2 separate regions of the Mus musculus genome follow, and region 2 is linked to region 1. A link is a contact called in public Hi-C data. All regions are on one chromosome and are shown on one strand. Each heading gives the region's core, a stretch centred on a gene start, on an enhancer-like site or on the middle of the called end of the contact. The rest is flanking DNA. Distances are from core to core; before and after follow the strand shown.

Evidence for each region. Hi-C and Micro-C count contacts between places; a contact is called where the count stands out from the background.
Region 2: a Hi-C map of nephron progenitors shows a contact between it and region 1, with 2.1 times the contacts expected there. The contact joins the promoter of Krtap5-5 here to the promoter of Mob2 in region 1. A contact is called at or near these places in 2 of 39 promoter capture datasets (frontonasal cranial neural crest and stem cell-derived epiblast-like cells), 4 of 484 Hi-C or Micro-C datasets (cerebellum, embryonic stem cells, nephron progenitors and 1 more), 1 of 115 datasets of contacts at active chromatin or transcription factors (intestinal villus epithelium) and 1 of 9 other capture datasets (pancreatic islet).

Annotation. Positions count from the first base shown.
Region 1 is chr7:142,057,327-142,063,002 of GRCm38.p6, forward strand. It overlaps Mob2 (MOB kinase activator 2), which reads right to left and starts at 3,708. Exons shown (of 5, transcript NM_028308.2): 1 at 3,659-3,708. The coding sequence starts at 3,675.
Region 2 is chr7:142,227,799-142,233,615 of GRCm38.p6, forward strand. Krtap5-5 (keratin associated protein 5-5) reads right to left here and starts at 2,173. Exons shown (of 1, transcript NM_001037822.1): 1 at 997-2,173. The coding sequence starts at 2,113. The coding sequence ends at 1,388. It overlaps Gm40460 (keratin-associated protein 5-2-like), which reads right to left. Exons shown (of 2, transcript XM_030243138.1): 2 at 1,358-1,386.

The sequences.
Region 1 (5,676 bases), core at 2,458-4,957:
TGCTGGCCAGCTTGGCAATGCTTGCATGAACTCCTAGGGGATACTCTAAGCAAACAAGAGAAATGAAGTGTTGTTCAGAGTGTCCTGAAGTACACAGCATTCATGACCACTACTTTTTAAAAAGGGAGTGGGAACACAAGAGACCCAAAGCACACACCTTTGCAAACCCAACCCAGATGTTCACCTGGGCAGCCTCTCATGGAAAGAGGCTATTCATGAGGTTATTCCTAGAATCACATCTTCCAGAGGAGCCATCCACTGGAGAGCCTGGCTGCAAGGGATGGGACCTTCATCGTGCCTCTAGGCCTCTTGCAGGTACCTCTCCACTTACTGTACCACAATCCTTTAAGAAGGTCCCTATGCTCTACTTCATATCCCTCCCTCACTCACTCACTCACTCCCTCCCTTCCTCAGATCTCTGATCCTTCCACTGTGCTTGTCCTGTCCTCCTCTGCCAGCCTTAGCCCTCAAAGCACTGACCTTGGAGTCTTCAGAAGCCTTGCCCTCGGCATAGGTGGGCTCAGAATCCTTGGCTGGGAAGTAGTACAATTCAGTTTTAAAAGACTGGGTTACAGCATCATCAGTCATGCCTGCAAATTTTCCACAACCACCTCTACCCAAAGGTAAAGGGAGAAACAGAATATGCAGGCCTCTTCACAATGTCCAGTGGAGTAACAAACGGACGTCATTGCCGACACCTACCACTGAATCCATCACACACCAGATCTCATGACTCCATTTACACATAATAATGGAATAAAACAGATTGGTGCTGCCTCTCGCAGAGGTGGGCATCTGCAGCAACCAGAGGGCTCTCCAAAGAGTAATGTTAATGTTCCATTGAGCTGAGAAGATGGCTCCATGGTAAGGTGCTTGCCCAACATACTTAAGGCCCTGGGTTCCACCCATAGGAACACACACATACACTTTAAAGTAAATTAAATCATGGTCAAAGAAACAAGTCTATAATTTTATTAAAAATTACCTAATCATATACTTAAAACAAGCAAACTTAGTGGTATGTAAATGATACCACATGAGGCTGTTCAAATAAAACCTACAGACTCTTACCAGTCAGGTGTCAGTCACCAGATATACTTTCCCAGAAGATAAAACCTTTCACCCCTATGCCAACCTTGCAAACACCTACACTCAACTGCTCAGAGTACAGGACTGCTAAAGGCTGCCCCAGACAGGCTGGAAGGCCTGAGGCCATTTAGCTTTATCTGTTAGCTGAGCAAGAGTAGACCTTCAAATATACACTGTATCAAATGGCCTACACCAGGTTTCATCTCTTTCTACCTGTACTGGAGAGATCTAAAGGCTTCATAAGAGTCAGGTGCACCCGGAAAGGGAGCCTCAGTAGCAGGCTGGAGAGAGACTACTGGAGAGGGAAGAGGTTCAGTTAAGGTGGCCAGGCAGGAGGGAAAACTCACTATCATCAGTGGGAAGAGGAGAAAATATGTTCTTTTGACTCCAAGGGGCTTCTGGACTGTGCTTTCTGCTAGATAAAATTCAAACTACACTCAGACCTCCTGGTTAAATGCTTACCCCAGAAAAGATTCAAGTGTTGCCTAAAGTATCCCATAACATGTTGGGGTTCTCTCTTCCAAATCCTGAGCAGCTTCCCCTGGGTGTTACCCTGCACGTGGTTGTCCATAACAGAACAAACACCCACTACACAAAAATTGTAACCCTTTCTAATAAAGAATGAAGGGAGCCTGACTATATATACTGCTTAACAAGCTCAAAGCTTCTCCAAGCAGAGGAAACCTACAGGACAAGAGGTGGCTAAGAGCCACACCTACAACATTCTCCAGAAAAGTCCCAGCAGGTTTACCATCAAGTCCCAACGTGCCAAATTCTGCTCTGGTTATCCAAAGCATGCTTCCCTGCAGGGCCTCCCTTCCTCCTGAGCAGCTGGAACACAAAAGATAAGGCTGTGAGATGCTCAAAGTCCCAGCGTGATCCTCACCCAACTAAGAGAAAGATGTAGCTTTCCACTTAAACTTCTGTAGACCTCCCTGTTGGCTCTAACAATTTCTGTAAGAGACCTCTACTCTTGCACCCATACTTGGGTTCACCCAACATGAAGTAATTAACAAAACCTTTACTTTAACATAAGCAAGCAAACAAACAAACCTTGAAACATTCCAAACCCCTCATTGATATCGGATGGTCTGAATTAAGAAAAAGACCAAGACCAAGACACAATAAAAGATGATACATTTGTCCTATTCTTCCAGACAGAAAAACTACTTAAATGGTTAATTACAGAGAGAGTTTCAGCCCTGAGCAAACAGTGGGTACTCTGAAGCAAAAAATGGCTTCACTCCCGACTACTTTGTCAGCTCTCACCAGGGATCAGAAGACAAAGTGGAGTAGATGGGGGGGGGGGGGCGCGGGGGGATGTCCTCTGAAGGCTCACTCTGCAACTTCCATTCTTCCTACTTTTATAGTAATACTATGAAAGAGGGACAGAGGAGTTTAACGACTGGCTTCTGGTCAGCCTCCAAGCAAAAAGCACCTGGATGGGTATGAGCCTGGAAAAATTACACATACAGCAGTGGTCAGCTTCCTCAGTCACCAAGCTGACAGATCTAGTTCACTTGCAGTGAAACCATACCTTGGCCAAGTTATAGTCAAGTGCTGGCCCTCTCCACAAGTGCACAAAGGAAGAATGGTCTGGAATAGGCTGGTTTCAAATATGTGTCCTATGCTTAAAACCCCTGGGCTTCAGAGACCTTGTTAAAGGCCAGGACATAACATCTGCCAAGCTTACCATATGCAAAACATGTGCTGGCCCTTACCTCAGTTAACCCTTCAGTAAACCTGTACTGCAGATTTCACAGCTTCCATCTGACAGACGATCCATTACAAAAAAGTCTAGAGAGGACCACATAGCTAGGAAGCAGATAGGAACCAGTGACAGGGCTTCCTCTTGAAGAAATAAGATGAGCCTCCGCCTAGTCCCCCGTGTCACCCACACTTAACGTCCTGAGTGGCACTATGTGGCTCCCGGCCTCCCTTAGTCTCTTGATTATCCCTGGGGCTGCTCACTTAGTCCGCTGTCTCCCTAGGTTGCAGCACTGGGAGGTCAAACAGCCTCAGACGTCCTGACAGTGCCACCACTACACTTTCCTCCGCCTTCCCCGCTTCTATCTCCAGAGTCCCGCGCAGCCCTCGTACTGCCGAAGCCGAAGGCCGGCTCTCTCTGTGGTCCAGCAGGATTATACGGACCCCACAGCAGGGCCGCGGACACCGCCACAGGGTCGAGAACCGAGCCGCCGGGAGAGCGCGCGCGGCTAGGAGCGCCCGCCTCTCACTCTCCTCAAAAGTAAATTGGAAGAAAGTCACTTGGGCGGAAGAACTTTCGCAGGCCCCGCGAAGACCGACGACCGACAGTGCCAGGTGCCCGACTCGCGGCCCGTCGATTCGCGGCGAGGGACCGCGGCCTCTCGGGACAGCGCCTCGGGGACCGGGCCTCTCTCCCGCCGGCCGGCCGGCCGGCCGCCTGCCCGGCCTCCCAGCACCCCGCAGCGGCTGGCCGTCCTTCCGTGCCCCGGCCCCTCCTGGAACCCGCTGCCCGCCGCCCTACGCTCCCTACGTTCGCCGCCGCCCCGCGCAGCGCCGCGCTACGCCGTCCTCCGCCACTCACCCCATGAGCCAGTCCATGGCTGCGCGGAGCCCGCGCCTCGCTCGGCCTCAGCCCCGCCGGCGGCCGGAAGTAAACACTCGATGGCTCCCGCCCGCTGCCGGACGTGACGCGCGCACGGCTTGCTGGGACGCGTAGTCCCAGCGGCCCCTGCGGCGATGTCCCGAGTACCTGTTCTGGAGTGTCAGGACCTTTCCCCATCGCCAACCTCGGGGCTTCGAGACCCAGGAGCATCCTGTATCTGAAGACCATCCAGAGTTTCTGGATCACCAGAGTGAGAATAACTTCAGAGGGCCCCAGAAACCCAGACGCCCGGAACTCCAGAGTGCCTCGGACTCGCAAACTGCCTGTCATTGCGCAGTGCCCTGGATCCTGGAGTATCACACCCCCGGTGTCTCTAGAGTGACCCCGGTGTTGCACACCTCTAGTGTTAGGACACTATAGAGTGCCTTGACCCCAGGAGTGAACCTTACCACCAGCGTGCCTGAATCTGTGGAATGCACAGACCCGTGGGAGTCTGAAGTTCCTGGGACCTGAGTATCCCTGACCCCAGTATCCCAGACCTGGGAGTATCCAGACCCCCCAGGCTGGAACATCGGAGTTCCTCTGCTCTGCAGGATGTGTTCCTTTCCTCTGCAGTGCCTCACCCCTTGCTGCTTACATCCCTCCTGATGTCCATCTTCCCACTGTTATCATCTTTTGCCCACACCTAGTGCCTCTGCCAGAACTGTTCTGACCACACTTGCCTCTTCTGTGTCCCTTAGCTTTGCTGGCCGTTCATTTGCATCCCAGCTGCCCGCCCCAGTGGACATGATTGTCCCCTTCAATCCCCATCTGTTCCCTTCCTCTATGTGCTGTACCCTCTGGCTCCTGGGTGAGCCTCTATTATCCAGGATACTTCTCTCCAGCGAGTAAGTCTCTTCATGATCCAGGGTATCTCTCCTATTGTCCGCTCTTTCCAGAGCCTGACCAGTACTAGGAACTCATTGAATACTTTTTGAAAGGCTGACTCTCTATTCTCTACACTGGAGAGATGCTTGCAGGAGCACACAGTTGAGCAGAAGGATCACAACAACCTAACTCACTAGTGTCTTCAATAGAGTGTCATGAATATCAGGCACCAGACAGATAACACCTTCAGGCCAACTGCCTGCTGTAATACAGCTGTCATATACTTGAAATGGGATTCACCTTCCCCAAAGAACCATTCCAGGATGCTGGGAAATGTCCAGTCCATTCCTTCTTTATAGCATGAACAGTCAGGCACTGGGAGTGGGTGGGGTTGCAGTTTTATCAGCAAAAAATACCTGAGATGAAACTGAAATAATAATGAAAGATCTGGAGAGGGAAAAGTCCCAAGTCAAGACCATATCAGGAGGAGAAAAATCAGGCCTGTGTTCTCCTCTGTTTCTATTCCTATGGATGCCCAGTCATACTGGATGACTTCCCCACACCATAATCACTTTGCTTTAGCCAGACGTCAGCTGATTACCTTGCAGTGTGGCCTTGTCCACTGCTTCCGAGGAGCATCAGTCATTGGTGAGCTAGTCTGCTTTTGACTGCCACCATCTGCCATCAGCTGCTGCACTAGATTGGGTGTCATGAGTTGTGCTAGTCTCTTCCAGTTTCTAATGTGGGACAGTTGAACGAGCTGTTTAATGGCCTGTGCCTCTATCTCTTTTCTTATATGTATTTAAAAAAAAAAGGTGTGTGTGAGTGTGTATGTGGGTATGAATGTAGGTGTGTATATGTACCATGTATGTTTGCTGCCTGCAGAAGCCAGAAGAGATCATCAAATTCCTGGAGCTAAAGTTACAAGTATTTGTGAACTACTCGGTGTGAGTCCTGGGACTTGAACTCCAGTCTTGTAGAAGAGCAGCAAGCACTGTTAAACTCTGGGCTTCTCTCCAGCCCTCGATTTCCCTTTCCTCTTCCTTTCTTTTCTTTCTTTTTTGCTTTTGTTTTTTGAGACAGTGTTTCCCTGTGTAATGGCTCTGGCTGTCCTGGAACTTGCTTTGTAG
Region 2 (5,817 bases), core at 923-3,422, 170 kb after region 1:
TAATTTCTTATAGCCGTCCAGGGACCTTAGTTCTTGTAGTAAGAAATATACAAGTCTGGTGCTTGGAGGAGCTGAGTTGGTAGAGCATGTGCTTAGTGCGTGTGAGGCCCTGAACTCGAGGAAGAGAAACTAAAAGAGGGTGAGAAATTATGAGTATGAAACATTAGCTTTCTCATCTGGATGACATGTCTTCTATAAAACTCTCTGATTCTAAGCCCCCCAGTGTCTATCAGATACCCCCAGAGCAATGGGATGTGTCCTGTGCTACTGATCTGTGACTCACTCCTGGGTCACATGAGCTTCTACAGATGAGAAGTAGCCTATGCAACTGAAGAAAGAAATTGTTTTTTAGTTTCTTTGATCTTAACTCATGGTCGCAATAAGAGACCACAGGACATAGACATATGTCTTAGCATGCCTTACCCCACCCCCCCCCACCCCCGAGTAAGCCTAAGTGGATTCTTGGCAAACAAGGCAGGTTTGGATACTCTAAGGAAGGCTTCAGATCACACAGCTAAGTGCAGAAGCTCTGGCTACACCCATGAAAGAAGTATCAGCACCCCTTAGTGCAGTCCAGTTCTTGGTCACATGGCTGCCTTTCAATTGTTTCTGACTCAGTGACTAAAGACAAAACAAATAAAACCATGCACTATGTCATATCTGTTTCCAGATTCTTCAAAGATGCCCAACTCTGAAGGAGCTGCTGGGGACCTAGCCTTCCTGGCTCAGTCTGCTTCATATTGGATGTGATGGGGTTGGCTCTGGTGGGAGTTGGGGTGTGGGGGAAGATGGCAGAAGAGTGCACCATGGAATAACACAAGGAACCTCAGAGGACAAATTGGGTAAGGAGAAAATGGGAGAATTTACTAATCAGTTATGAGAACAAAGAACCACATAAGAAATATAGTGGGCAGAGAACGTTTATTGAAGGATGTTTGTATCAAAGGCACAGTGTGCTCACCCAGACAGAATAAGAAAGAATGGAAACCCAGGGGAGGTCACATAGAGATGGGCCTGGTAGGACCAATGCTTGATGAAAAGGAGTTCATAGCTCCCTGGGGCCCCAAGTTGTGGTGAACTCCATAGCCTGACACCTACCTGTGGTCTTGATGTAGCCTCCAGGTGAGGCCAGGTGCCAAGGAGGTCAGAGTCTTGCAGACTGGAGAGAAGGAAGTGGAGGAAGATCTGATCCACTGAGTGTGGAATGAAGAAAGAGCTTCCAGCAAGAGGAGTTTTTCTCCACCCCAGGACTCACCCCCTCAGTCTGGAGAAGCAGCTTCAAGACCAAAGAATAAAGACCCAGGAGAGAACCTCAGAGCTGCTGCTCTTATCCCTGTCTGGAGAGAGCTGGTCCACGGAATTAGTGGAGGAGTGTGACCTGTAAACCTCAGATCTTGCACTGGCAGCACACAGGAGCACAGCAGCTGGACTGGCAGCAGCAGGGCTTACAGCAGCTGGACTGGCAGCAGCAGGGCTTACAGCAGCTGGACTGGCAGCAGCAGGGCTTACAGCAGCTGGACTGGCAGCAGCAGGGCTTACAGCAGCTGGACTGGCAGCAGCAGGGCTTACAGCAGCTGGACTGGCAGCAGCAGGGCTTACAGCAGCTGGACTGGCAGCAGCATGGCTTACAGCAGCTGGACTGACAGCAAGAAGACCCACAGCCTGAAGAGCAACAGGGTTTGCAGCAGCTGGACTGACAACAACAGGGCTTGCAGCAGCTGGACTGGCAACAAGAAGACCCACAACCTGAAGAACAGCAGGGTTTGCAACAGCTGGACTGACAGCAGCAGGGCTTGCAGCAGCTGGACTGACAACAGCTGGGTTTACAACCCCCACAGGAGCCACAGCCCCCACAGGAGCCACAGCCTCCCTTGCATCCCCCACAGGAGCCACAGCTTCCCTTGCAGCCCCCACAGGAGCCACAGCCACCCTTGCAGCCCCCACAGCTGGAGCAGGAACAGGCTGGCACACAGCAGCACACAGGCTTGCAGCAGCACACAGGCTTGCAACAGCAGCTGGAGCCACAGCCCCCACAGCTGGAGCCACAGCCTCCTGAACAGCCACAGCCCCCACAGCTGGAGCCACAGCCTCCTGAGCAGCCACAGCAGGTCATGGTTCTGGTGTTTGGTTGAGGATGGAGTAGGTCAGAGGAGCAGGTGGAGAGGAAGTGTGCAGATGTGGAGCCTCCTGAGCCTGCTGGGCCTTTATATCCCTGCCCAGGTCAGGTGTGAAGTTACACGTGGTTTCCTCCATGTTGTTGTCTTCCCTATTTACTTGTTTGGCAATTTTCCCTTTGGTCTGTTGACACTCCATGCTTGGAATGTGTTTTTTTCTGACGTAATTTCCTATGGAATTTGTATTGAAGGAAAGCTCTTTTTTGCCTGGCTCATGTTGGAGAGCATGGCCTGGTTGGGACTCCGGCTCTTACACTCTTTTGTCTTTGAGCAGGTTTTATTGTCCCTTTGAGCAGTGGGCTCTTCTACAGAATAGAGCTACCAGAGTGTCCTATACGGTTATGAAGGCTTTGTGAGATAATTTCTGCCTTTTGCCTTCTTAAGCCTCTCACTCCCCAATCTCTCTGAAGAGGGATCCAGCCTTAGCTGGTCCTGTGTGTCTGGGACATGTTCAGACTATGGCTTCCCCTGCCAAGCTTCTGGCTGCTCTCAGATGCCCTTATCCAGAGCCATGTCATCATCTGCTGCTTCCCTTGGACACAGCAATGGTGGCAGGGGTTTCCATTGCAGGGAGATAGGATCTCTGTTTTCCTCTTCATGTTCCCAGGACAGTCTCTGTAGCTTATGACATTCCTAGCAGGAATAAAGATATTCTGAGAGAAATGTGTGCCTGTCTCTTCAATTATCAGACTATTAAGGTCTTCAAAGACCTTAAATTTTCCAGGGAGAAGAAAAGGGCTGAAGCCTGGTGCCAGTGAGAGAGGGAGCTTGTCTCCTAGAGACTTCCCTGAGTTCTGAGAACTTGTCAGACCACCTGGCAGGAGAGACTGGAACTGAGAGTGATGGGTCAGTGATGGGCAGGACCACATCCTGACCAGGACTCTTAGCTCTGTGCTCCTCCTGCCCTCTGTTTAAGCCTGAGCCTCATGTCTGAACCCTGAAGAGGAATTTGGGAGTCACTACACCTCTTTGTCCCTCTTCCCAGTGTGGCTGCACTGAATGAATAATTTTCTTTTCTCTGCCTTTCACTGTGACTTGTCTGTTAATTGGCTCATTGTGAGAGGGGCTGGGCATAGGTACTTATGGATACTGGGACCCAGGCTTGTACCCTAACAACTCTGACAACAATTCTGATGAGGTGGTGGTGTCAGAAACAAGCAAAAGAAACATATTCTAAGAACTACCATTTCATTTTCAGACGTCATTAATCAGAAAAAGAAATTAAATTCAAGATCCCAGGCCCTAGAGGAGCTGGGGACTTCCTTGTAGCAGAACAGCTTCTGCTGTAATCAGTTGTGCAAGCCCAGTCTCAGGGACAACTTATGAAGGAGACAGTTGTCTGATTCCAGATATCTCAAGGATAACTTCTCCATCTTGCTGGCAGGGTCAAACAAGTTCATGTTCCCAGGCCTAGGAATGGATACCTATCCCACTCCTCCAAATATATTCTTAATTGTCTGCTAACCAGTAAGAAATATAGAAATTGCTGCTATCTAAACCAAAGTGCATACGTTATAAAAATATATAACCAATTGCCTGTTATATCCTAATTAACCACATGCAGCTGACCCTTTCCTTTCACTTTTCCTTATCACTTTGAACTCTGGACCAAATGTCTAGGTTGTAGAACTAAGGACCTAGTCCTGGGGCTACTTGTATTTTGATGTTAATTCCAGTCTCCTGGGAGGGGTTTCAAACAAGGAATGAGTCAGTAATCAGATGACTTCCTGTGAACCTTCACCCCACCTTAATTTGTTAAATAAAGGCTAGAGCCTGTGTTTGGGCAAGAGTAGGGAAGGTGGAGCTGAAAGTTTGGGAGAGAAGGGGGGTGAGGGGGAGAGAGAGGAAGACAGGAGAGGAGGTGGAAGGAAAATGGAGCAGAAGCACGTGGCCTGGAGAAACTTCAAGTTATAAGGGATCTCATAGCTGGGAAATATAGTAGTGTAGTGATAGATCTGCCCAGTCTAGGCGTGCAGCTTATATTCATATCAAGTGAGTTGTGTTGTCTTTTCCCAGACTTATTTGGGTTGGAGATTTACTGCAACAGACCTTGAAGCTAGGTACCCTAGATCGGCCCAGTCTTCAACGGGTACTCCCTTGCTTAACCCATAATATCAAAATACAATTGCATAACACTGCATCTCTCCCCAGCTCCCCACTTGCTTTGTGTTCCCATCCTTTAAAAATGAACAATCTCAGCTGAGCAGTGGTGGCACATGCCTTTAGTCCCAGCACTTGGGAGGCAGAGGCCGGCAGATTTCTGAGTTCAGGGCTGGACTGGTCTGCAGAGTGAGTTCCAGGACAATCAGTGCTGCACAAAGAAACCCTGTCTCGGGAAAAAAAAAACAAAAAAGATTAATCATCCCTTAGGGTTGTGGTTCAGACCCTAAACTAGCTGCCTCCCTGAGTGTTCAGAAATCAAGGTTTTCTTTTTATGTTTCCTTATCTGGTCAGTTTTCTTGGCTTCCACCCCCTGAATCCAACAATAATTCGGAGTATTTATTTTTCCTTAGAAAGTTGGCCTAGGATGGAGAGGAAACACTGGGTGGTTCCATAGAGCCCTGGGGTCACTTTATTCGGGGACAATTTCCTTATTCTTCCCTCTTCAGCCAGCATCAACTGATTTCTAGCTCAACCTGGTGAAGCAGAGAAAGGAATGTTCTGGTTTTGTTTTGGACCCTTGACAAAGTCAATTCTTGGCAAGTTTCTCCTTGATCTGTGCCTTTCAGTTTGGGTCCTTTGAGTAGCCTCATGGCTTCTCTGTCTCTTTACCTCTCTTTCTGTCTCTCTCTGTCTCTCTGTCTGTCTCTCTGTCTCTGTCTCTCTCTCTCTCTCTTCATGAGTGTAGGCCTCCAAGCTTTGTTGAACACCTAGGAGGGCAGTTTCACTAGCTTTTAGTTTTAACCTTTGTATATCATTTAGGCTGTACTGGCTAGTTTTGTGTCAACTTGACACAGCTGGAGTTATCACAGAGAAAGGAGCTTCAGTTGAGGAAATGCCTCCATGAGATACAACTGTAAGGCATTTTCTCAATTAGTGATCAAGGGAGAAAGGCCCCTTGTGGGCGGGACCATCTCTGGGCTGGTAGTCTTGGTTCTATAAGAGAGCAGTCTGAGCAAGCCAGGGGAGGCAAACCAGTAAAGAACATCCCTCCATGGCCTCTGCATCAGCTCCTGCTCCCTGACCTGCTTTAGTTCCAGTCCTGACTTCTTCAGTGATAAACAGCAATGTGGAAATGTAAGCCGAAAAAAAACCCTTTCCTCCCCAATTTGCTTCTTGGTCATGATGTTTGTGCAGGAATAGAAACCCTGTCTAAGACATAGGCAAAGTGTAGACATCTTTAGTGGCACTTGGGTGTTTCAAAGGCTTCTTTACACATTTTTCTCTCTTGACCTCACAAAAGTCAGAGAGTTTGTCATGCCTCTGAAGGAAGTTGATCCTAGCCATTGCACTAGATATTACAGGTGTCTCTCTGTTCTTATCTTCTTGAAGAAAAAGATTCAGCCAGAGCATACATAAGACCTGCATAGGTTCAAGCTGACTGGGTCTCAATACTGAGAGGGAGAGTGTGCACAAGGTCCCAACCTAACCAAGATGCTACCAGAAATTGATATCTACTTGTCAATGGAAAAATAAGTGTTTC